3 separate regions of the Mus musculus genome follow, and regions 1 and 2 are each linked to region 3. A link is a contact called in public HiChIP or PLAC-seq and promoter capture Hi-C data. All regions are on one chromosome and are shown on one strand. Each heading gives the region's core, a stretch centred on a gene start, on an enhancer-like site or on the middle of the called end of the contact. The rest is flanking DNA. Distances are from core to core; before and after follow the strand shown.

What was found. Promoter capture Hi-C pulls out the DNA fragments that hold promoters and counts their contacts. HiChIP or PLAC-seq counts read pairs in DNA pulled down with a chosen protein or histone mark.
Region 1: a contact with region 3 is called in a CTCF HiChIP or PLAC-seq map of the NIH/3T3 cell line, with 5 read pairs. The contact joins the promoter of Upk3bl here to the promoter of Rhbdd2 in region 3. A contact is called at or near these places in 1 of 39 promoter capture datasets (the SN4741 cell line) and 1 of 15 datasets of contacts at CTCF or cohesin (the NIH/3T3 cell line).
Region 2: a promoter capture Hi-C map of the SN4741 cell line shows a contact between it and region 3, with 2.8 times the contacts expected there. The contact joins the promoter of Upk3b here to the promoter of Rhbdd2 in region 3. A contact is called at or near these places in 1 of 39 promoter capture datasets (the SN4741 cell line) and 1 of 9 other capture datasets (embryonic stem cells).

Annotation. Positions count from the first base shown.
Region 1 is chr5:136,054,575-136,058,910 of GRCm38.p6, forward strand. It overlaps Upk3bl (uroplakin 3B-like), which reads left to right and starts at 2,693. Exons shown (of 6, transcript NM_001359361.1): 1 at 2,693-2,911. The coding sequence starts at 2,830.
Region 2 is chr5:136,036,039-136,040,251 of GRCm38.p6, forward strand. Upk3b (uroplakin 3B) reads left to right here and starts at 2,458. Exons shown (of 6, transcript NM_175309.4): 1 at 2,458-2,848; 2 at 3,004-3,153; 3 at 3,976-4,201. The coding sequence starts at 2,764.
Region 3 is chr5:135,631,345-135,635,332 of GRCm38.p6, forward strand. Rhbdd2 (rhomboid domain containing 2) reads left to right here and starts at 1,310. Exons shown (of 4, transcript NM_146002.2): 1 at 1,310-1,574. The coding sequence starts at 1,397.

The DNA of each region.
Region 1 (4,336 bases), core at 1,443-3,942, 420 kb after region 3:
AACTATCTTGTAGTAGAAAGACTCAAGACCTGGGTGAGATCAAGGAACTCTGGAGCGTTTCCCACTTGACAAGGGCTTGGAGTAAGGGCACCAAGTACTTGGTTATTTTTTCTCTCTGAGCCCAGACAAAGCCCTTGGCTCTCTCTCTTTGGAGGGTGTGAGGCAAGCCCGGTCAACCCTTGGAGGCACACAGTTCGCTGTGGATCTCCTGAGACCGTGGGCCTGACGGTTGCCGTGCAGCTGCATCTTTGTTTGGTGATCCAGAGTTGGGCGAGTCTTTGGGAGTATAAAGATTAAACTCCTAAGAGGAGGTAGCAAGTGGGGAGCCCCACCTAACTTATGAGTCACCCCCGAAGGTACACAGTAAGAAAGGTCAAAAGGGACAGGCTATTCCCTGGGGCTTGGTATGGCCACTACTTGGCCTCTTTGAGGATCTGGGACCCACTCTCCTCACGCTGGCTCTCACTGGTGCTTGGTGCTTCTGGGACCCAGAAGAGAAGGTGCCCTGTTATTCCGGTCACCCATCTGATGCTGTAAAATAAAAACGGCAGTCCCAGGCCTGAGCCAAACAGTGAGCAGATAAGTTTCCACATTATCAGTTATTGGACAAATCCATTGATCAGGTCTTAGATCCAGCACTGGGGAGAAACTGGAGGGAGCTAAATAGGTCTGGCCTTTGCCCTCTGTTTAATGGAGAAAGAGTCAGCTACTATGTTGTAGACTAAATCTGAAATGTCCCCCATAGGCTCATGCCTTGAGCACTTGGTCCCAGCCGGTGACACTGTTTTGGGATATGGTGGAGGTGGAGTCTAGCTGCAGACATAGGTCGCTAGAGGCAGGGCTTCGAAGGTTATCTGTCCTGAGCCCTTTCTGCTTCCTGGTTCATCATGATGTGAACAGCCTTCCTACGCCTGCCTTCCCACTGCTAGGAACTGAGGTGTTCCCACTGTGCCTGGTGCGGGGAGAGAACAGACTCTAGAGTGTCCCCTCTTGCCTCCATATATGCAACATGGGATGTGTGCATGTGAACAGTGTGTGCGAGCCTGTACACACACATAGACACACATACGCAGACACACATACAAAGAGACACACACACACACAAAGACACAGACACATAAACAGACACACACACAGACACATACACACAGAGACTCAGACATATATATACACACAGGCACACACAGACACACACAGAGACACAGACACATACACGGACACACACAGACCTAGACACATACACAAACACACACAGACATACACAGACACACACACAGGCACACACAGACACACACAGAGAGACATACACATACACAGACATAGACATATACACAAACACACACACAGACATACACAGATACACAGACACACATATAGAGACATAGACACATACACACACACACACACACACACACAGAGACATACTCAGACACACAGACACACATATAGAGACATAGACACATATACACACAGACACACACACAAACACACACACACACATTAGCAATGAGTAAAAGAAATTTAAAGGCCAGATACAGCAGTGTACATTTGTAATCCCAGCACTTCTAGGCTGAAAGGGGTGGGGGTGGGGGCGCGGTTTGGAGAAACATCCAGAAGTTTGTGGTCCAGTTAGCCTGGAGTGTGACACAGCATGAGAACAGAAACAAGAAAGACCCCGGTTAACAAGGTGGGAACATACCAGAAGAGGGCATCAGATCCCATTACAGATGGTTGTGAGCCACCATGTGGTTGCTCGGAATTAAACTCAGATCCTCTGGAAGAGCAGTCAGTGCTCTTAACCACTGAGCCAGCTCTCCAGCTCTGTTTTGATTTTTTTGATTTTTGGTCCCCACACCTCAGACAGGGTTTCTCTGTGTAGCCCTGGCTGTCCTGGAACTCACTCTGTAGACCAGGCTGGCCTCAAACTCAGAAATCTGCCTGCCTCTGCCTCCCAAGTACTGGGATTAAGTCTTATGACTGCTTTCAACTTCTGAGACAGAGAGAGGGAGAGGTAGAGAAAGAGGGAGACAGAGAGATTGTGTATGTGTATATGATGTGGGTGTGTATGAATGTATATATCACAGACATGTACACACATATATTTGCAATGCTGGGGAAGGCACTCAGAGCCATGCCAGGAAAGAATTCTATCATTGAGCTACATACAACTAAGCCTATCTCCGTCTGCCTGTCTATTTATACTTCTTCTGCTTATCATCTATCTATCTATTAGCCATTAAACTGTCAATCTATCACTTTGATTTGATTTGCTGGCTGTGGCAGAGTTCTCCTCTAACCCCAGCAATCAGGAGAGAGCACCAAGAATTCAGAGTCATCCTTGGCTATATCCTGAGTTTGAGGGCTTTGCCTTTCAGCCTGGGTGATGTTGGAGGGACACCTACCTTCTGTGTGCCTGTCTAGAAGGTGAAGGGACTCCCTCTCTCACAAGGGGACTGTGAGGTGCTCTAGTGGCCAGGACTCAGGGCAGGCAGGATAGGATCTTTATGGGGTAGCCCACACCCAGAGCAGCCTGCTTCATACCTGGCCCCTCCCAGCCCAGGCTCTTGTGGAGTCGGGTGCAGGTGTTCTGACTTGTCTCCCTCCATCTGTCCGTTCTTTTTGGACCCATCCCTAGTGATGCTGAGTCCCCCAGAGCCTATAGCCTCAGCCTCTGAACCTGTCCAACCAGTTTTAGGGGAGGAGGGAGGACCCCAAAGTAGCAGCCTCCGGGAGCAGCCTCAGGCAGCCCAGCCCAGGCGGACAGAGCAGCTGGGGCTGCACAGTAGAGGACCTGGAAGGAAGGACAGCAGCTGGAAACTCAGCCCAGCCATGGGGCCCCACGGGAAACAGTCCGTGCTGCGAATGCCCCTGTTGTTGCTGCTGACTTGTGTCCAGTCTGGGACGGGTCTGGGTGAGTGAGGTTGGGGTGGGGGTGGGTGCTCTCTGTAGGATGGAACACTTCCTTTGGAGCTTGGGTGCCTCCTGATCCCCTTCCTTGGTTGTGGACTGGGTTCCTGGATGCCTCCCGCAGTCAGCCTACCTCACATGGTGACAGATGGGTGTCTGCCCCTCAGTCCCTAAGCTGAAAAGCAAGGATACTGTTCTTTCCTCTTCTGTTTCTCACACCTACATTTTTACCAATGGTCCCTAAATAACCTCTTCTCTCCATGCCTCCAATTCCTCTTCCCTCAGATTAAAAACAAAACAAAAAACAAAAAAAAAAAAAAAAAAAAAAAATCAACTACCTACTGTCTACAGGATACCCTAGTCTTCTGAGGTAGGACAAAGGACAGTGTGTGTGTGCGTGTATGTGTGTGTGGTGAATGCATGCTCTGATGCTCATGTGGAGGTTAGAGGACAAATTTTGAGATTTCCGTTAATAGAACCTGGAAACGGCACTCAGGTCATCAGACTTGGCAGCAGTGCCTTTCCCAGTGAGGCACCTAATGGCTCAGACAGCAGAGTTGAAGCCGAGCCTCTCAAACATCCCAGTGCTTTAATCCCTCTATATGGTTCTTCATGTCATGATTAATTTTATAGGAATTTTGTTTTTGAGACAGGGTCTTTGTACATAGCCCTGGCTGTTCTGGAAATCACTGTAGACCAGGCTGGTCTCGAACTAGCAGAGATCCATCTGCCTCTGCCTGTCGAACGCTGAGATTAAAGGCATGTACCACCACACCTGGCCTAGAAATTAAGTTTAAAGACTGACTTATTTATATATTTTATGTATAAGAGTGCTCTGTCTTCATGTACATCTGCATGCCAAAGAGGGCGTTACAGATGGTTGTGAGCCACCATGTGGTTGCTGGGAATTGAACTCAGAACCTCTGGCAGAGCAGCCAGTTCTTTTAAAACTCTGAGCCATCTTTCCAGCCCAAAATTAAATTTCAAAAGTGTTTATACAGCTGTGTCAGTGCCCAGCACATTGTGAAGCTCAGAGGACCAGCAGGACCACCTCAGGTGTCAGTGTCCAGGGACCTGACTGTCCCCATATAGCTGGGATTGTATGTGTGTGCCAGCACACTTGGCTGTGTATGTGGGTGCTGGGGACTAGAACGTAGGCCCTCAAGCTTGCAGGGCAACTGCTTTTCCACTGAGCCATCTCTTCTCAACCCTGAACTGATATAAAACTTGCACAAAAGCCCACGTCATCCTTCCAAATTGTCCCAGCGTTAGGGGCTTGGACTTGGTGGTATACTGTGGTTCCGTCCTCGGCGGGGGGGGACTGAGGGGAGGGCAGAGCTCCCTTCCACCCGCCACAAAGCTGGGCAGAGCCATAGTGCTTCCTTGAAGTCCTCATGGCATATGAAGCCGTGTAGCTCTGAGAGGGACA
Region 2 (4,213 bases), core at 1,208-3,707, 410 kb after region 3:
CAGGTCCACGAGCTGAGCTCTGTGTTCTCTAAGGCTGTGGCAGGAGGGATGCAAGTTCAAGGTCATGCTTGGGTAACAGAGTGAGTTTACAGCCCAGCGTGGCCAGTTCAAAGAAACCCTGCTTTAAAATTTAAAGAGGAAGGAGAGGGGTGGGACTGTCACCCCCTAATATGCCAGAGAAACCTGGGTCCAATTCGCGGTGGACATTTTTGTCTTAAGGTTTGTGGCTGTTCTTTGAGCATGAGGATTTAGCCCAATGGTAGAGTGCTTGCCCAGCAAATGCAAAGCTCTAAATTCCCCAACACTAAAAAATAAAAATAGAAAAAAATAGAGGACCGGGATTAGAGCTATAAGGAATGTTTGCCTGGTGTGCTCTAAGTCCTGCGTTCAGTTTTTAGTCCCTCAGCCCAACAGTAAAACCCACTGCTGTAAGCTGTCCATTATAGTCAAAGTACAGAGAGACAGAAGGTAGATCTGGAGTCAGTGGAGGAGTGGGGAGGACCAAGGATCAACTGTTTAAGGCAGTCTTCCCCTTTGGGATAATGAAAGGGATTTGGCATTAGCACTGATGGCCATACACCTTTATAAATATCTTTTCTTTCTTTTTAATTGAATTAATTTATTTTTGTAGTTAGGGGACTACACCCAGGGTCATATGAATGCCAGACAATTGTTCTCTTATTGAGGGGCTATCCCTAGTGTGAATCTTATGAAAATACTGAAAACCACCAACCTAGGGCTGTAGAGAATTTGCCTGGAATACCCTAATGAACAGCTCAGGGGTGACTCAGCAGTAGTGTTTGCCTAGAGTCCCCCAGTGAGGGGCTAAGGGTGTGGCTCAGTGGTAGAGCCCCTGCCTAGAATCCCCCAGGGAGGGGCTGGGGTGAGGCTCAGTGGTAGAGCCCCTGACTAGAATCCCCCAGGGAGGGGTTGGAGGCGTGTGTGTGTGTGTGTGTGTGTGTGTGTGTGTGTGTGTGTGTGTGTGTGTATGTGTGTTAGTTTGAATGAGAATTCCCCCATAGGCTCATATGTTTGAATACTTGGTCCCTATTTGGTAGAACTGTTTGGGAAGGGTTAGGAGGTGTGGCCTTGTTGGAGAAAGTGTGTCACTAGGGGTGGACTTTGGAGTTTTTAAAGCCATTTCCAGTGTTTTCTTTCTATCTCCTACTTGAGGATCAGTATGTGAGCTTTTGCGTATTTCTACTGCCACGCCATTGCTCCACCATCATGGACTCTAACCCTCCAAACAGCAAGCCCAACTAAATGCTTCTTTTATAAGTCGCCTTGGGCATGGTGTTTTGTCATAGCAATGGAAAGGTGACTACATCAGCATGGATGCAAGGAACTGTGTACCAACCAGGTCTTCAATAACAAACAAAAAAGGCACATTCATGCTGCTGTAGTAGTGCACACATGAATCCCAGAATTTGGAAAAAGGTGGCAAGAAGATCATGAGTTCAAGGCCAGCCTGGACTACACAGCAAGAATTCCTAGTTGGCCAGAGATTCTTAGCAAGATCTGTTTGAAAAGCATACACACACACAGGGTCACTGGTCTGTGGGTCTTATAGCGGGTGTGTGTGTGTGTGTGTGTGTGTGTGTGTGTGTGTGTGTGTGTGTGTTTGGTTGCCAGGTTGCTTGCAGAAGCTAGCAGTGCCTATCTGTGATCACAGGGGCATCAAAAGTTCAAAGACTGCCAGGCAGAGAGAGACACACGCCTTTAATCCCAACATTTGGGAGGCAGAGGCAGGTGGACCTTTGAGTTCAAGGCCAGCCTGGTCTACAGAGTGAGTTCCAGGACAGTCGGGGCTACACAGAGAAACCCTGTCTGGAAAAACCAAAAAAGGAAAAAAGAAAAAAAAAAAAAAGAGTTCAAAAGTCATCTTCTGTTATATAGTGAGTTTGAGGCTAGTCTGTACTACATGGGAACCTGTCTCAAAAACAGACAAACAAACTTAAAACGACATAGAATAAGACTCGTAGGGTTAGCACTCAGGAGACAGAGGCAGGCAGATTTCTGAGTTCGAGGCCAGCCTGGTCTACAAAGTGAGTTCCAGGACAGCCAAGGCTACACAGAGAAACTCTGTCTCGACAAAACAAAACAAAACAAACAAACAAAAAGGACTTGTAGGGTTTGTATAAACAAAATGTTTGTCAGTCACCAAAGGCTGTCCCGTCCTTTCGGAGGACTAGTGCTTCCACTGGAGAAGGAACGGACATTCCGAGCTGGGGAAGACATATCTCCTTGGGCACAGGCTACATGGAGGGCAGGCAGTGTCTGGGAGCTGCTTTGGGGCTGGACTAGGTCAGGGCCAGCCTACCACACAGGCTCTCCCCTCTCCTCACTTCCTGGATAAGGATGGATGGCCAGAGGGTGGCTCCTGGCACCCAGAGTTCAGGAATCCTAGGCATGTGGTTCTGGGCCCAGATAGAGGAGGGGAGTCTCCCTCCCAGGGCCAGGGAGTAAGGTGGTACCACAATTTAGACATCAGCTTTGGGATGGAGGTGACTGGGGGGTCACGTGAAGGCCAACCCTAAATGGCTCCTCTCCCTTAGTTCTGGAGTGGGGCCCCTGTTCAGGAGCCCACTGAGCCCCTCCCTGGGGTGGGCTGGGAGCAGGGAGGGGTGAGCTCATAGGTTCAGGTCTTTCCTGTTCTCCTGGCAGTCCAAGTGACCAGCAACTGTAGGCCAGAGGTGTCGGAGGTGGGGTGAGACAGGACCAGCCCCTAAGCCTGGTCAGGCCTGATCAAGTGCTGTGGCAGTCATGGTGCGAACGCGGTGGCAGCCTCACCCTCCGCCGCCCCTGCTTCTCCTGGTGCTCGTGTGGCTCCCCCAAAGCCTGAGTCTAGGTGAGTGGAGCTCTTGCAATGGATGCCCTTAGCCAAACCTAGGGTTCTGGGAACCTATTACACCTCCTGGACCGAGAGAATCGGGGAGGGGAGGGGGAGCCCCACAGAACAGCAGTGCTTATCTCGATTCTCACCTTTGTCCCCCATGGCTATAGACCTGATTGCCTACGTGCCGCAGATAACAGCCTGGGACCTGGAAGGGAAGATCACAGCCACTACATTCTCTCTGGAGCAGCCTCGGTGCGTCTTTGATGAGCATGTCTCAACTAAGGACACCATCTGGCTAGTGGTGGCTTTCAGCAATGGTGCGTGCTGAGGACTTGGGGTCTTGGGGTGAGGGCATGGGCTGAGAAGAGATACCCGAGGATCTGGGTGGATGGTAACATTGACCTTGTCTCTGGGTGTGAGGGTCAGGACTGTAGATTAGATTAGCCAGGGATGTGTTGAGCACAAGGTGGGCAAAGCCTGTCCTTTTTTTTTTTTTTTTTTTGAGACAGGGTCTGCTGTAGCCCAGGTGACCTTAAACTTCTGAGCTTACTGCCTCCACCTTCCAATTGCTGGGACGGTGGGCATGCACAACCATGCCAGTCCATGTGGTACCAGGGATAGAGGCCAGGGTTTATGCATTGCTAGGCAAGTACAACCTTCCTAATGCTGACGCCCCTTCAACGCAGTTCCTCATGCTGTGGTGACCCCCACCCCAACAAAAAAATTATTTCATTGCTATTTCATAACTGTAATTTTGCTACCAATACGAATTTTTAATGTAAATATCTCATGTGTGATCCTGAGTTGTTGGAGCCCCGATGGGGATCGAGACCCATTATGTCACCTGGGGAAGTGGGGTCACGCCCTCTGCAGATCGCTTCCTGGGACAGAAGCAGTCCGCTGCTCTCTATTCCTTTAAAATAACTGTCTTGCACTTGCTTATTTATTGTATGTAGCAGTCCAGACGTGATCGTGGGCAATTCAGAGGACAGCTTGAGGGAGTCAGGTCTCTCCTTCCAACCTGTGGGTCCTGGGGATCAAACGTAGGTCGGCAGATTTGGCCACAAGCGCCTATCTTATTAATAGACCTAACAGGGCCACAGCCTGCTCTTGCCTCTATCTGTCCCTTTTTCCTCCAGCCTCCAGGGACTTTCAGAACCCACAGACTGCTGCTAAGATCCCGACCTTCCCACAGCTGCTGACTGACGGCCACTATATGACATTACCCCTGTCCCTGGATCAGCTGCCATGTGAGGACCTGACCGGTGGCAGTGGAGGTGTCCCCGTGCTTCGGGTGGGCAATGATTTTGGCTGTTACCAGCGACCCTATTGCAACGCCCCCCTCCCCAGCCAGGGCCCTTACAGGTGGGTTGTCAG
Region 3 (3,988 bases), core at 60-2,559:
CCTCTTACTTTATCTCCAGTCCAGCTCCAGAAAGTGCTGGCTCTGTCTTCTTGGCCAATTCAGGCAGGAAGAACCAAGTTTTAATTCTTTCTTTGCTATTGAACTGTATCCCTCAGGGATCCCCATAGACTCAGTTTCCTCTTTGGCAGGACAGAGACAAACACAAGTCTGTGGGAGAATAGGGCTCCGTGGTCCTCACGACGTCATACCATTACAGTGAGAAGGACCCGGCTGAAAGCATAGTTCAGTTGGTAGCATGCTGGAGTCCCTGGGTTCGAGCCTCATTACTGCATAAACTGAGGGAGGTGGTGCACATCTAAAATCCCTGCTTTCTGGAGATGGAGACCCAGAGTTCAGAGTCAAATTTGTGTAAAAGCCAAAAGCAAGAGGAAGAAATGTTTTTCAAGACCCCTCTCCCTCAATGAGGATCTACTAGTAGTTAATGGCTGTTGGGAGGAGAGACATTTGCTCCTGAAAGCGACTTTAATGAAACTCACTGGGTCGCAAAAATTTAAAAAGAAAGAAAGAAAGAAAGAAAGAAAGAAAGAAAGAAAGAAAGAAAGAAAGGAAGGAAGAAAGAAGGAAAGAAGAGAAAAGAAAAGAAACATGGAAGCAAAAGAGAAACTAAGATGGGAAGGCAAGAGGGGGTAATGGAGCCCCGATAAAATATGATCAAAGTACATTATACACATGTAAGAAAATGCCATAATGAAACCATTACTTGGTATAATAAATATAGGTTGATTAAAATTTTTAAAGGGAGCCTTTGAGATGGCTGAGAGTAAAGGTGTTTGTGTGTGCACCTCCACACCTTCTCTCACTGAGCCAAACGCAAATAAAATCTAAAAAAAAAAAGAAAAGAAAAAAAGAAAAATAAAAAGGGCTAAAGAGATGACTCAGTGGGTAAAGGCACTGCTGCCAAGCCTGATTACCCAAGTTCTATTCCCAGGACCCAGAGGTGGAAGGAGATGATAAACTCAACCTTAAGTTTTCATCTACCCTCCACGCGCGTTGCACGCACATGCCCCTCTCTCACACTCAAACAGATGTAATCAAATGTTTTTTTGGTTTTGCTTGTTTGTTTGTTTGTTTGTTTGTTTGTTTTTAATTAAAAATCAAGAAGAAGGAAGCTGAGGTCTAGGCAAGAATACTCCTGAGGCGGCAGCCCGCACAACACCCGTAGGTAAGCTGGAACTACAACTCCCGGCCTCCTTTGGGCGGGTAAGAGCGGAGGACTCCACGGGATTGGGCCTTCCCCCACCCCCACCCCCCCATGGGGCGGTGCTTGAGGAGAGGCCAGTCTTCCGCTGTTGCCAGGGGAGACCGCCGCAAGGAGGCGGAAATTGAGGAGGGAGGCGGGGAGTACCGAGGCCGCACGCTGGAAGGGCTCGCGGCCATGGCGGCCCCGGGCCCCGCGAGTCGCTTCTGGTGCTCGTGTCCCGAGGTGCCCTCCGCCACATTCTTCACCGCCCTGCTCTCGCTGCTGGTGTCGGGCCCCCGCCTGTTCCTGCTGCAGCCGCCTCTGGCGCCCTCGGGGCTGTCTCTGCGCTCCGAGGCCCTGCGCAACTGGCAAGGTGAGAAGAGGCGGGGCGGGGATGGCGCGCTTCCTCAGCCCGCAGACTCCCCGGTCCCTGATCTCCAGCCTCACTGCCAGCCAACCCCAGACCTCCGTGCCCACCACCATTCTCCCCACTTGGAGCTCCAGCATGTCTTGTCCAAAGCCGGATCATTTCCGCCAACTCCTTCTCTACCCACAATCGCCCCCTTCCATGTTACCCCAGATCCATTCATTCTTTGATCTCGAGGGTGAACACACTTCCTAAGCCATTCACGTTTTATAAACACAAACCCCATCTGCTGACGGCCCGAGCCCCACAGGAACAAACCAAACGTTTCTCACCTTTATCGTGACAATTGTCTACTGTCAACCCAATGGATGGCTTTTCCTCTTGACTCTAGAATTTTCTGCTGCGTCTTTACCTTAATCCTGACTCCTAATCCCAGCTCACAGAAGGAGCTGGTAAAGTGTTTGTTTTCTCAGAGGAGAGAAATTTCTCAAACTAATTAAGTCTGGTAATCATCCCTTTGTAAAAGACAGGATTCTTAGTCTTTGTTTCTTCCTCATTCTTTCCTGGGAAATCCCTGTTGCTTCTAACGTTAACAGAGGCCTGCGCGTTCATTTCATGTAATCCTCGCTGTGATTTCATGACAGGCCATATTAAATTGCCTGTTTACCAGAAATTGAGGTTGAATACAGAGATTCGCAGAGCTAACACATCATAATATTGAGATAGGAGCCCCGCACTTTGTTTTTAGTATGGTGATTTAAAACTAGGGCTTTGGGTATATAATCTCCACATCTTTAGATAGAGGTATACATATGTGACACATTATTTATATGCTTGTGTGCACTCTTGTGAAAGTCAGAGGACAACCTGACCGGAGTCTTTCTCTTCTTCCCCCATGTGGGTCCTGGGAATCAAACTCGGGTCTTTGGGATTGGCAGGACCTACCTCAGCCTGTTGAGCCATCTCGTCAGCTACCTAAATCTTAGAGAGTTGTATGTAGAATTTTTTCATATTTACCAGTAAAATTTCAATTTGGGACATATCCAGCAAATAACCAAACTTCTGGAGATATTCTGATAGGATGTAATGGTTTCCTGCTTAAAGCTGAAATTTTCTTTTCCCCCTTTTTTGGATACATGTAGCACTTACAGTCAGCTAAATGCCAGTGTAGACAGGCACGCACTCTTTTTCTTTCTGGGTTTTTGTTTTTTGTTTTTGTTGTTTTGTTTGTTTTTGTTGGTTTTGTTTTTTTGTTTTCGTTTTGTTTACTTTGAAACAAAGGGGCTTGCTATTTATTTACACCAGTATGGCCAGGCTTCATTATGTAGTCCAGGGTAGCCTCAGAGCCATGATCCTCCTGCCTCACCCTTCTGAGTACTAGAACACAGACATACATCACCCATCACCATGCTCACTTAACCATATTTGTCTGAGCATGGGCTCCATGAACAGGCAGAGAAACAGTACCTTTAATGCCAGCACTAGGCAGGCGGAGGCAGGCGGGTCTCTGAGAGTGAGCCCAGCTTGGTCTCCATAGGGAGTTCCAGGACAACCAGGGCTATATAATAAGACTCTGTCTCAAAAAAAAAAAAAAAAGAAAGAAAGAAAGAAAGAAAAGAAATTAGAGCCCTGTAAGTACCTTGCTACCAATCGTGAGAACTGGGGACCTACGTGGTAGAACTTCTGAAGGTTTTTCTCTGATCATGTACTCCCATATACCCACAAATAAAGACATATAAAAATGTAAAGTATGTATGTTAGCCATTACTTGTATTGGGGGGAAGAGTATAAACCAAATATGGCAGACACTTGTAGTCCCAGCACTCAAAAGGCTGAGGCAGGAAGATTGTGAGTTCGCAGCTGGTCTGGGCTACATATCAAAACCTTGTATCCCCAAAAGAGGCTCGATGTGGTGTCTTACACCTATAATCCCAGCCCCCAGGAACCAGCCTAGTCTACACAGCAATGTATACACCAGATAGGGCTGCATAGGGAGACCTTGTCTCACTGCAGAGAGAGAGAGAAAAGGACTTTCCTTGCTATTTTATGGTATATAAATCTTGGCTGCCCCTGTAAAACTCCGAAAGCACTCTTTAAGAAGACCCTTACTTAATCTATGTAATTATTAGTGACAATTTTATAATTTTATGGTCGTTATAATTCATGGTTCCTTTTTTCTTCCCCCGAACAGCCTCTATGGAAGGAGAGGCCAGAATTACAGCTAAGGAGACTGCCACACAGAGTGTTAAGTGGGACCCTCAGCCTACCCTGAAGCTGTCACAATTAATTAACCCTCAGACTGCCTAGTGAGGTAGGTCAGTATTAAAATCTAAACAGAGGAGGGTTGGAGAGATGGCTTAGTGGTTAAGAAGAGAGCTGGCTGCTTTCAGAGGACCCAAGTTTGGTTCCCAGGACTCCAC